Regions from separate parts of the Mus musculus genome. Here regions 1, 3 and 4 are each linked to region 2. A link is a contact called in public HiChIP or PLAC-seq data. All regions are on one chromosome and are shown on one strand. Each heading gives the region's core, a stretch centred on a gene start, on an enhancer-like site or on the middle of the called end of the contact. The rest is flanking DNA. Distances are from core to core; before and after follow the strand shown. Region 1 has its middle 26 kb from the start of Ank3. Region 2 overlaps Ank3 (ankyrin 3, epithelial). Region 3 overlaps Slc16a9 (solute carrier family 16 (monocarboxylic acid transporters), member 9). Region 4 overlaps Ccdc6 (coiled-coil domain containing 6).

Evidence for each region. HiChIP or PLAC-seq counts read pairs in DNA pulled down with a chosen protein or histone mark.
Region 1: a FOXA1 HiChIP or PLAC-seq map of pancreatic cancer cells shows a contact between it and region 2. The contact joins two enhancer-like sites. A contact is called at or near these places in 1 of 15 datasets of contacts at CTCF or cohesin (the NIH/3T3 cell line) and 1 of 115 datasets of contacts at active chromatin or transcription factors (pancreatic cancer cells).
Region 3: a contact with region 2 is called in an H3K27ac HiChIP or PLAC-seq map of extraembryonic endoderm stem cells, with 2.9 times the contacts expected there. The contact joins two enhancer-like sites. A contact is called at or near these places in 1 of 484 Hi-C or Micro-C datasets (olfactory sensory neurons) and 5 of 115 datasets of contacts at active chromatin or transcription factors (the NIH/3T3 cell line, embryonic stem cells, extraembryonic endoderm stem cells and 1 more).
Region 4: an H3K27ac HiChIP or PLAC-seq map of extraembryonic endoderm stem cells shows a contact between it and region 2. The contact joins two enhancer-like sites. A contact is called at or near these places in 1 of 15 datasets of contacts at CTCF or cohesin (embryonic stem cells), 3 of 484 Hi-C or Micro-C datasets (cerebral cortex, embryonic stem cells and uterus), 7 of 115 datasets of contacts at active chromatin or transcription factors (embryonic stem cells, extraembryonic endoderm stem cells and trophoblast stem cells) and 1 of 9 other capture datasets (embryonic stem cells).

The regions. Positions count from the first base shown.
Region 1 is chr10:69,506,474-69,509,173 of GRCm38.p6, forward strand. No RefSeq gene overlaps it. Among named protein-coding and RNA genes, the nearest start is that of Ank3, 26 kb to the right of the region's middle. Within about 2 kb of position 1,443, at least 29 of the 459 cell types and tissues checked have an H3K27ac peak or open chromatin away from gene starts, as enhancers often do. A contact at or near this core is called in pancreatic cancer cells, where this site is marked.
Region 2 is chr10:69,871,140-69,873,845 of GRCm38.p6, forward strand. Ank3 (ankyrin 3, epithelial) reads left to right here. Exons shown (of 43, transcript NM_146005.3): 10 at 1-60. Among named protein-coding and RNA genes, the nearest start is that of Gm33416, 6.1 kb to the left of the region's middle. Within about 2 kb of position 1,307, at least 145 of the 459 cell types and tissues checked have an H3K27ac peak or open chromatin away from gene starts, as enhancers often do. A contact at or near this core is called in the NIH/3T3 cell line, extraembryonic endoderm stem cells, pancreatic cancer cells and 1 more, where this site is marked.
Region 3 is chr10:70,262,448-70,265,147 of GRCm38.p6, forward strand. All of the region lies in intron 2 of Slc16a9 (solute carrier family 16 (monocarboxylic acid transporters), member 9), which reads left to right. Among named protein-coding and RNA genes, the nearest start is that of Slc16a9, 19 kb to the left of the region's middle. Within about 2 kb of position 1,289, at least 38 of the 459 cell types and tissues checked have an H3K27ac peak or open chromatin away from gene starts, as enhancers often do. A contact at or near this core is called in the NIH/3T3 cell line and extraembryonic endoderm stem cells, where this site is marked.
Region 4 is chr10:70,131,066-70,133,815 of GRCm38.p6, forward strand. All of the region lies in intron 1 of Ccdc6 (coiled-coil domain containing 6), which reads left to right. Among named protein-coding and RNA genes, the nearest start is that of Gm51771, 22 kb to the left of the region's middle. Within about 2 kb of position 1,391, at least 86 of the 459 cell types and tissues checked have an H3K27ac peak or open chromatin away from gene starts, as enhancers often do. A contact at or near this core is called in extraembryonic endoderm stem cells and uterus, where this site is marked.

The sequences.
Region 1 (2,700 bases), core at 193-2,692, 360 kb before region 2:
CACGCCCACCATAACTTCACTCACATGCCCATTAACAGAAGGGAACTCTTCTTATCTACTGTGGAGGTTTAACAACATCATTTTTTTAAAAATATTTTTTATTAGGTATTTTCCTCCTTTACATTTCCAATGCTATCCCAAAAGTCTCCCATACCCTCCCCCCCACCTCCCCTACCCACCCACTCCCACTTTTTGGCCCTGGCGTTCCCCTGTACTGGGGCATATAAAGTTTGCAAGTCCAATGGGCCTCTCTTTCCAGTGATGGCCGACTAGGCCATCTTTTGATACATGTGCAGCTAGAGACAAGAGCTCCGGGGTACTGGTTAGTTCATATTGTTGTTCCACCTATAGGGTTGCAGATCCCTTTAGCTCCTTGGGTACTTTCTCTAGCTCCTCCATTGGGGGCCCTGTGATCCATCCAATAGCTGACTGTGAGCATTCACTTCTGTGTTTGCTAGGCCCCTGAACAACATCATTTTCAACCTCAGCAGGTTCTAGAAACACAATGGTGTTAGCATTCCTTCTAGGCTCCGCCCCACAGTTACCTGGGAACAGCCAGGTGTGCCTGACTCACTATAAAAGGGGCTGCTGGCCCCCTCCTCACTCTCTTCCCTCTCTTCCCTCTCAGTCCCTTCTCTCCCTATTTCCCTCCCCCCTCTTTCTGCACATGTTCATGACCAGCCTCTCCCCCTCCCTCTCCCTCCCCTCTCCCTCTCCCTCTCCCTTCCTTCTCCCTCTCCCTTCCCTCTCCCTCTCTCTGTCTCTATTTCCCTCAACTCCCCTCCCCATGCCCTGAATAAACTCTCCTCCATACTATACTGTCCTGTGGCTGGTCCCTCAGGGGGAAGGGATGCCTCAGCATGAACCCGCAGAGGCGCCCCCTTCCACCTCATCATACCTCACTCTACCATACACATCCCTGGCTTCCTTTCCTTTTTATAAAACACAACAAATGGAGACCAGCTCCTGGGCAAGTCTGTGAGAGAGCATCTACTTTAGGTTAGTTGAGGTGGGCGGTCCCACGTTAACCGTGTGCCTACCATGGTCATACCATGGACCTGTACTGAATAAGACAGAGAAGGTAAAGGAGCAGTTTGTGCGTCTCTCTGTGCTTGCCAGCTGCAGATGCCGAGCAACCAGCTACTTCTTGTTCTAGCTGCCGTGACTTCATGACCATGCTTTGACTGGACCACAGAACTGTGAGCCCAATTGGACCCTTCCTTCCTTAAGTTGCTTCTTCTCAGGCATGGTGTCATAGCAACGGGAACTGTAAGCAGTACCCTTGGCAAATGAACAAGCTCTGAATTTTTTAATCATTTCACCAGCCCGCCACAGGTCCTCAGCACACAATTTTAAGGATGCGTCTTCAGGGGTTAATAACAAGCCAGGAAGTTAGTCATCCTTTCTATTTACCATTAGTACTTAGGAAATCGTCATCTTAGGAACACTATTTCTGACATGAGTCATGGGAATCTGTTTCTGTATCATAATGGTTGTAAATATTCAGTGTGGCAGAACCTTTCGACCACGTACTGATGTTTCACTCTGAATCACTGAGAAAACATCTGCTTTTCTAGGGGACGCTTTTCTATAAAATGCCATTCGATAAAAAGACCTGGTGAGTTCTTCTTGAAATGAATAGACCCAGTTACAACTCCCATATTTTGAATTAAGTCAAATATACTGATTCATTTTGCAAGGACTTGGAAATTAACATTATAACAATTGGTTCATTTCAAATTTCAAAGGAGATATTTTCTTTCTTATATAAAGAAACAGTAATATAATGAAGGGTCCATTTGTTCTACTTCATTTTGCCAAGTAACTCATAAAGTAATTCATAAAGTAAAGGGAAAAGTTTACCTTAAAAGAAGAGAAACCACTACATGAGTTTATGAATATTGCCAAAATTGAGGATGTTGGTGATAAAGCTGTCTGCCATGCTGTCTGTCACAGATGATCTGATGGTTGGCCTGGCTACATTTAAATTGTGTAGTAGTAAGTGAGTTGAGTTGATACTCTGTCCTGATGTCTCACATCATTATGGTTTTTGTTTTTTGTTTTGTTTTGTTTTGTTTTTGGTTTTGGTTTTTCGAGACAGGGTTTCTCTGTGTCGCCCTGGCTGTCCTGGAACTCACTCTGTAGACCAGGCTGGCCTCAAACTCAGAAATCTGCCTGCCTCTGCTTCCCAAGTGCTGGGATTAAAGGCGTGCACCAAGATGCCGGGCACATCATTATGTTTTGATACAATGTTGCTGGATTGCTGATTGGTTTGTGTCTTGGTGTTCTTAGGGGTATAAATGCATGTGTGTATGTTCAGTGTACATATCACACACATGGACGTCAGAGGGGCAACACTGGTTATCACTCCACTAGCTCAGGTCTGGTTCCTCTGGAGCCATCTACATCTTTTTAATTATTTATTTGTGTGTGTGTATGTGATGTATCTGCAACCATGAATGTGTGCCATTGTACACACCTAGAGGTCAAAGGCAACTTGTGGGCATTGGTTTTTAAGTTGTCAAGCTTTGTAGTCAGTGCCCTTACCATACCATCAGTCCCACATTGTCTTTAGAGACAGAATCTGCCTTGGAACTCAGCAAGTAGGCTAAGCTGGGGTCCTGAACCCACCCCCCTTTGTCTCCTCAGCCCTGGCACACGTTCCTGCCTAGCTTTTTATCTAGGTTTCAAGATTTGAGT
Region 2 (2,706 bases), core at 57-2,556:
CATTACAAAGTTGCCAAGGTTCTTTTGGATAAGAAAGCTAGCCCCAATGCCAAAGCCCTGGTGAGTAGTCCTGCCATCCAACCCAAGCGAGGGTCTTGCCAGCGGCACATGATGCATCGCGTGTGGAGGGATTGCTCTTCCAGAGACAAAGACGGAATGCCCATTAAATCACTGTACTTTGTTAATCTTTCCAAATGTCCTTGGGAGTAGACAAAGCCTCCTGTGCTGGTGGGAATAAAGCTGACAGTGCAAAACGGCTGGTTCTTCAGGGCCCCACTCAGGTTCCTCTTACCTGAGAGAGAGCCTGACATTAAACGGTTATAAAAAAGACCGACCTGAACAGCTTCATTCACCTCACTGCGGTAATGTTATGATTCCTCCAGTTAGAGGGGTTTTGTTGTTTTCTTTCTGACGTATAGAATCTTGAAGCAAACTAGACATGACTGCCAGCCCTTGTAAGGCTGAGTCAGGAGGATTACTATGAGTTCAAAATCAGCCTGATCTACAGAAGGAGACTTTCTTTCAGATAAAAATAATGATAATGTACATATGTATGAATGATATGTATGTATGTACATATATATTATACATTTATACATGCATGTGTATATGTGTGTGTGTATGTATGTATACACACATATACATACATATATACATTATACATACATGCATATAAACAGACAGCTGGGCATAATGTCAAGAGCAGGAGAGCTCTGAGTTTGAGGCCAGCCAGGTCTGGCTAGTCCCAGGCTAGCCAGAGCTACATAGTGAGACCCTGTCTTAAAAAATAATAATACTATTTGTCCAAGAATTTGTGAGCTTAAATGATATTAACCTTTGTTGTTGTTTTGTTTTTTAATAAGACAATGCTTGCTATTGTTAAAGTAAATAACCCTTAGTACGGTTGAAATAAATAATCCCTAGTAAAGTGTTGACATTTCATTCAGAGTAAGCCCAGGCACTCAGAGAAAGAACGAAAATGCCCAGTCCCGGGGAAGACGTTGATTGACTAGTGATTTTGAGGTATAGGTTGACTCCAGCCAACCCTTCCTGGCAGGCTTCTGCTTCCCTCAAACGCTGCCTTGTGACCTTGCCTTCAGAACCTCTGTGCCTCTGCCTCAGGGGGGCCTGAAATTCAGTGGAGAGGAGGGAGCTTGGCACTCAGTACACAGCCGGCAGCGCCTTGGTCTTTGGAAACCCAACAGCGTCTACCAAAAAAAGTATTTTAGGAGCTGCTGGCCTGCCCAGTGTGTCAGAAGCCTCTGCCTTCTGAGAAGGGAGGGGACCTCTGAATGGCCATGAGTCACTCTTTTTCCATAGGAGAAAAAAAAAAAAAGTAAGGCTCTAAAGCAGGACGTGGCTTAACTTTCATTTTCCTATGACTCAAGTTTTCCCAACAGAGGGACATTGTAGTCAGTTACCCTGGGATGGATTATAGCCAAAAAGGAAAGAAAGAAAAGATAAGAAAAGCATTCCTGGGACCTGCCCAGGGGCACCTGCTGTATCTTTGTGTGGTGAACCTCCGTCTTTGTACGGGTCCCTACTGACGGCTGAAACAGGCGGCCCAGTCTCAGCTGTTGGACAGAGAACGGTTGGGTGGGTAATTTGTTTAAACGCCAATTCTTTTATGAGAGTAAACCTTTGAGCAAATGAGCTGCACGCCATTGAGTCACCTGAGATCCTGGGTCCTTAGAGTAAGCCCATGCTCGAGCCTTTTGGTTTGGTGTGGTTTTCGCTTTTGCTTTTTTGCGATAGGGTCTCTCTGAATAATCCCGGTTCTCCTGGAATTCACTGTGTAGACCAGGCTGGCCTCGAACACAGAGATCCACCTGCCTCTGCTGGGATTAAAAGCCTTGTGACACCACTGTCCCTCTGCTGCTGCGTGTTTGAGTCTTAAGAAAGGAAACTCTCTGGAGCTTGTCCTGAGAATGTCCTGTCACACAGGGGACAAGTCTGAGCAGGCCTTGGCAAAGGTTGACTGTGCAGACAGACTTGATGCTTGTGTTTTCCCCAGCTGTATTTGAAGTAAGCTCCTTAATTCAACCCATAGAGGGATGGGAAGGGCTCAGTGAACACACTCTGGTCCTTTACAACGGAGTCTCAGAAGGCTCGGGCTAAATGCCTGGGAACCCAGGTACAAGGCAGGACACCTCTCTCGGAAGCAAACCCATCCTCTCCGGATTTAGGAGTTTGATGTTCTGAGTTTACAAATCCGGACAGCGGTGCTTTATAAGGCTGTGTTTCTTGTACAAAGTTGTCCAGAGGCAGGAAGAGAGTGGGTGCTTTGAGTGAAATAAAAGAAATAAAAAGGAGAGGAAAGGACATGACCGCTCCTAGGTATGGTGGAGGAGAAAGTTTATTATAGATATAAGAGAGACACAGAGGCAGACTCGTCTGGTAGAGACTTGAGTGGTCATGACCCTGACCACCTGTGGGACAGGAGAAAGGAGAGAGGGAAAACAAGTATAATAGCCAGGAGGACAAAGGTACAAAAGGAGCAAAAGGGGGTGGGGGAGGGGGAGGGGGAGAGGATTATACAGGGGAGAGCCTCTGGGGTAAGGGCAGCCCAGCCCCTAGGCTGGAAAGTTCAGGATAGAGGGCAGAGTATGCCAGCCATACCCTGAAACAGGTAGGGACTGAAGGATGCTGGGAGAACCTGGAGGCCAGGTCCACTTTGATTGTTAAATAGGCACCTTAGCTGCTTGT
Region 3 (2,700 bases), core at 39-2,538, 390 kb after region 2:
TATACCCCCAAATTTGGTGTCCTTCACTTTTACTTGACCCAAGGAAGAGGGTTACATCTAACGGGAGCGATAAGCTTAGAGGTATGGTTTATCTGGGGTGGTCTCGATCCATCTTCCTGTGCCTGATTCAGCTGGGTTAACTTGTGAGTAGATGGGGTTTTGTTGGCCCGCACAACCAAGATGTAGAATCCATTCTCAGCATTTGCCCTAGAGATGGAGCAAATTTCAGTTTTATAAGGAGTCATTTGGGGCCAAAGCAATATGACTATACAGGGTGGAGTCAAGTCCTGTAGAACAGGACACAGCCCATCCCCGTGGGCATGCCAAGAGAGTTTACAAAATGCATGCCTACTATGGGTCTTGTAGTCTCAGGGTGTAGACACGAGGAGGCGTGGGGTCGTCTCTGGAGATTCCTGGATAAAATTAACCAAGGCAAGGCCCAAGAAAGTTGTATTTATTTGGAAGCTAAATGAGATTGTAATCCAAGCAGGCAGGCCTAAGACAGCCTTACACATAAGCTCCGGGGTTTTCCAGAATGAAGCTTTATTCATAGCAAAGAGCTTAGAAGTTGCGTGACTTGTGAGTCAGGCGTTCTGATTAGTGCAAAGGTGGGGATGGGGTGGGGGAAGGACAATCAGGCTGTCTAGAAAGAAAGGCAAAGTCTGAGTCCTTCGTAGGGTGGGGGTCCATTGTACTGAAGGTCAGATAAGCTTCACAGTATTTGGAAGGTTCGTGTGTAACTGAGGTGAGTGTGTCTGGGCTTGTTCAAAAGTTCCATTGTGTATGGGTGTTACCTGTAGTGTGATTGGTGTCAGCCTACCCCCTCTATTTTCAGTGTCTTCCCCCAGAGCTCTGTGTGTGTGTGTGTGTGTGTGTGTGTGTGTGTGTGTGTGTGCACGTGCTCATGCGCATCAGTGCATGCGCATCTGGGCACATGTAGATAGAGACTAGAGATCAATCTTAAGTCCTTCCTTAGGTGTCACAACACCTCCGGCTGTCAGATTCAGCGAGGTTACCCAGGCAGTGAGTCCTGGGGAACTCCTCAGGGAACCTCCAGTCCCCCATCTCCCAGCAATGGGATTCCAGCATAGATCACCAAACCCTTCTTTCTAGAAGGTTCTGCAGAGGAGCTCAGGTCTTCGTGCAAAGCAAGTACTTTATCAACAGAATGACCTCATCAGTCTTTGCTTCCTTTTCTTTTTCTTGACTAGTTTTATTGAGATCGTCTGAGGTGGGCTGACAGGAAAGTGGGTTGTCATGGGTAGGCAGGCAAGGAGCCAGCAGGCCTTGAAGAATCTTTGGATGGCTCAGACCCAGAGCGTGCACTGTTCATGACACATTCCGGGGAGATGAGTTTGACTGAAGAAGAAGGCTTATGGTGGGAGAGGAGAAGGTTAGTTCTCTTTGTCAATTTTACTAAGCTACATTCCTTCTTTGGTTGCTTAAGTCCTGAAGTTGGCAGAGCTGGGTTTGCTGAAGACGTTAAGTATGCAATCGGCTTTCAGAAAAAGAGCTTATCCTAATCTGGGTGGACTCCAGAGAAGAATGGAACTTTCCCAGAAAAAAAAAAAAAAAGCAGCTCTGCCTGAGAGTCCCAGCTTGCCTCTCCTGGTGGCTTGCCCTGCTGATCTTAGATTTGCTTACCTAGGCAAGCATCTCATGGCCCTTAGCCCACAGAGCCCTTGCAATAAATTTCCCAGTGTGTTTCCTGTTGGTTTTGTTTCTGCAGTTGGTTGATTCAGACGAGCATAGAACGGGTAGTAGGTCGCTGAATCAGATGACTGCCATGTCTAGAAGAAGTCTGAGATGTGCTTAAGCAGCCCCCCCAAATCTCCAACTCCCACCTCCACCCTCCCCAACCCCCTACCCCGTCCACATGCCATTCTCCAAGTACAAGGAGGGGAATGGAGCCAACTTTGTTACTGAAACAATGGGGGACTCTCTGGTCCTCTAGTTTGAGGTTCAAGGCAGACTTAGCAGTCCCCCCACCTCCCAGTTTTGGTTTTCATTCTTCTAGCCTTCCATGTGCCACCATGAGTCAGTAGCCAACTAAGTCGCTGCAGGCAGGTCCGCTGGCTCAACGTGTTTTGAACGCTGCCAGGGCTGCAGATAAGAATTAGCCCTGAGCTGCAAAGTACCCTTAACTCCTTTGAGGACTGACTTGGACTGACTTACATCCTTCAGTAGGAGTCTGTGGCATAGGCGAGTTCCCATGTGCAGGCCTTTTTGGGCTGGCAACTAAATGGGCTTTGGTTATTGTCCCCCCACCCCAACACATACCATTACGTACAAATACCAGAAAGCAACCAGCCAGCAAAAGTCAACCAATACTTATGTGATCAAAGGTTGTCTTTCTTCGAGTGAGTTTGAGATCCATGATGTCAGCTGCAGCAAAGAGGGAGGAGCCAGCCACACTAGACTCCTACCTACTGAGGAAGACTCAAGGCACTCACATGACCGGGTCCTTCTAGTAGGAAATTCTCCTTGCACACAGGGTCCACCCATTTACCACAGGATTATTTCTCATTGTATGCTGGCTAACTTATGGCTTCGATGTAGCAGACCTGGCTGGTCTTGGTTCTTGGATCCTCAGAAATATTTTAGGAGGGAGCGATGCCAGGAGAGAAATATAATGACTGTTTTCCCCCAAGGGGCATAATTTCTTTCTTAAAGCTATATATTCTATTTGTTTGTTGGTTT
Region 4 (2,750 bases), core at 141-2,640, 260 kb after region 2:
CCAGAGTCTTGTCAGTTTCAGGGGGACATGTGCTTGTATGTGGTGGCAGAGGGAGTGTCCCGGCTGTCTAGACTGTCTGAATTAGTGAGCTCTGGGTTCAAGTGAGATACCTAGCTTCAGCATGTCCGATAGGGTGATCAGGAAAGACACCCAGTGTCACTTACACCCACATACACAACTCCACACGTGGCCACACACACACACACACACACACACACACACACACACACACCAATACACGTCTCAATGACTGTAGCTCCCTGTGTTTGCCTGGGTTGGAGAACAGGAGGCAAGCTGACGTATTTTCATCAGACACTAATATGTCTCTTCGTCACCTTCCTAATAAAAGTGTAATGTCCTGCCTCTTCCTGGCCTTTTACTGGGTTACCGTGCTTGTGGCATGGTTAATGCGTTGGCTGCATTTGCCTGGTAAATGTGTAAGGAAATGAGTGTCTACACATACAGCAACTGCTGCCTCTCTATTTCCTTCTGACGTGCAAGCCAGGAGCTGCATCGTGTTGGATGCAGGCAGTGTCCCAGTCAGTGAGTTGGGGAACATTCCTTCTTCATGAAGAAACACTTAAGACGATGCAACCCATGTCCTTACTAATTTTGAAAGCTAGACAGACCTTCCCCAGTTTACTACAGAACCTCCAGAAATAGAGATAAATGTGTTTTTAAAAATCTTGAATGAAGCCTGGAGGCTCCTTTGGAATATTAAGGATAAGGGATGTGGAAATGTGTTTTCGTAGCTCCTTACAGGTGAGGTGCTTTAGAGGATTTGTGTGTGTGTGTGTGTGTGTGTGTGTGTGTGTGTGTGTGTATACACACGAGTGTTGTTTGAGGAGTAAGCTACTTTCCCAAGGAGTGTAAGACTTGCATCCTCCAGTCTTGGGGTTTACAACAGATCTTCACTCTCTACTGAGATGTGGACACTGGTCGTCCCGTGGCCAGATACTGGCCAGGGCGGTTTCTTAGTCTTCAGGGAATCCTTGCTTGATTCTTCCTGTTCCTCCCAGCCAGGAGTTTTCCTGGCCTGGAGCACTTCAGTTCCTATCTCTAGCTACAGTGCTGCTGCCCTCAACCCCCACCCCTCCTTGTGTTTCTGGTTTCTCTTGTTATGGACATCGGGAGTTACTGTAGGGCCCACCCTCATGACCTCATCTTAGCTTTATCTGAAGAGACTTTATTTCCAAATAAGGTCACCCTCGGGACTCACTGGTCCTTGGGAATTAGGACTTTGACCTATCTATTGGGAGGGACCCACTCCATCCCATAACTGGTATGGAATATGGAAAATAATTCTGAGCAAGCAGGATGGATAAGGTAATGCTGCCGGTGGATTGGCCCAGCAGAGCCTTCAGACAGCTGTGAACGAACAGTCTCAGGAAGTGTGATAAGGCCGAGAGACTGGCTAGAGTGCCAGGCAGCTTGGCTGGGTTCTTGGCCAAGTGGCTGTAATTCTTGGTTTTCAGTCTTTGGGGAACTATAGTTAACAGGATTCAAGACCACCCTTATCCCCATTGCACTGGGCAGCAAGCTTTCCAGGAGGCTCCTTCAGGAGAGATTGAGGTCTTTCTCCTCTCTTGTTACCCTTCCACCCCTAAATCTGGAATGCTCTACTACAGTGGAACACACACACACACACACACACACACACACACACACACAGAGCATACGATCACAAGGAGTTAATGTAGTCTTGCTCCTGTACTCAGGTGTCCAAGCAGAAGAAAACCTTCACACTGGAAATGAGTCCTTAAGAGCAAGGTTTATAGTCTTCCTACCTCTCCCTCGGGAAGGCGCGAAAGAGCATCACACCTCCACAGAACAAACACCAGCCAGCTGTCTCTTAAGCACAAGTCAGAGGGAAGTCAGTTCTCTGAATTGTCATGCTCCTAGACACTTAAAGCAAGCACAGGATGCAGCGATGGGCTGAAGGGAATAAATAACCAGGGCCAAATAGATGAGTTGGGACAGTACAGGATACAGTTTTCAGCATGGTCTTTGTAACAGCATGACAGAAGCTTTGGAAGTGACCACCGTGTCCAGCCGTAAGGAGATAGATATCGCCCCCATCACTGTCCGTTGCTCGCCCTTCTGCCATCAGTATGGCTTCTCTTGAAGGAGTTGATGTTTCCTGCACTCTGATAAGTGTATTTGCTCTTGGATCAGCTTTGCTCGGCTGAAGCTGCAACTGGTGAAGGCAGATCAGCGAAGGGAGCAGGGGCCAGCCAGCTCATAGCATTGCCTCGCTGGTGCTTAGATCTTGGGTGTGGTTAGGGAGCAAGATGATAGATAGGGTAGTTCTGGGGAACCCTCAGGTGGGGATCTTGCAACACCTTCTTATCTCTTCACACCTCAGACATAGTCGTGGTTGGGCAGCGTTTCACATTGTAGCATAGTTAGGGTGGGTGTGATTGGCTTCTTGCCAGCTGGAAAGGCCACCAGCATTTGCTGTGTAAAGGAAGGAATTTGACTGTTGTGGCGGGGGTGTGGGGTGGGGGTGGGGGTGGGGGGAGATCCTTCTGTTAGAAAGTAAAGCAGTAATCTTCTATCTGGCAGGTACACATAGCATAGGTGGGTGTGCGCATAAAGAGGAAGAAAGACTCCTTTCTCCAACGTCCACAGAACCCCTGCTTCCCAAACTGAGACCCAGGCCATTTTGTTTCCGTACCATCCTTCAGTCACTTTGTGGCCCGGATGCGCTGTTGAAAGCTGGCCTAGGGAACCGAATTTGCAATTAGATT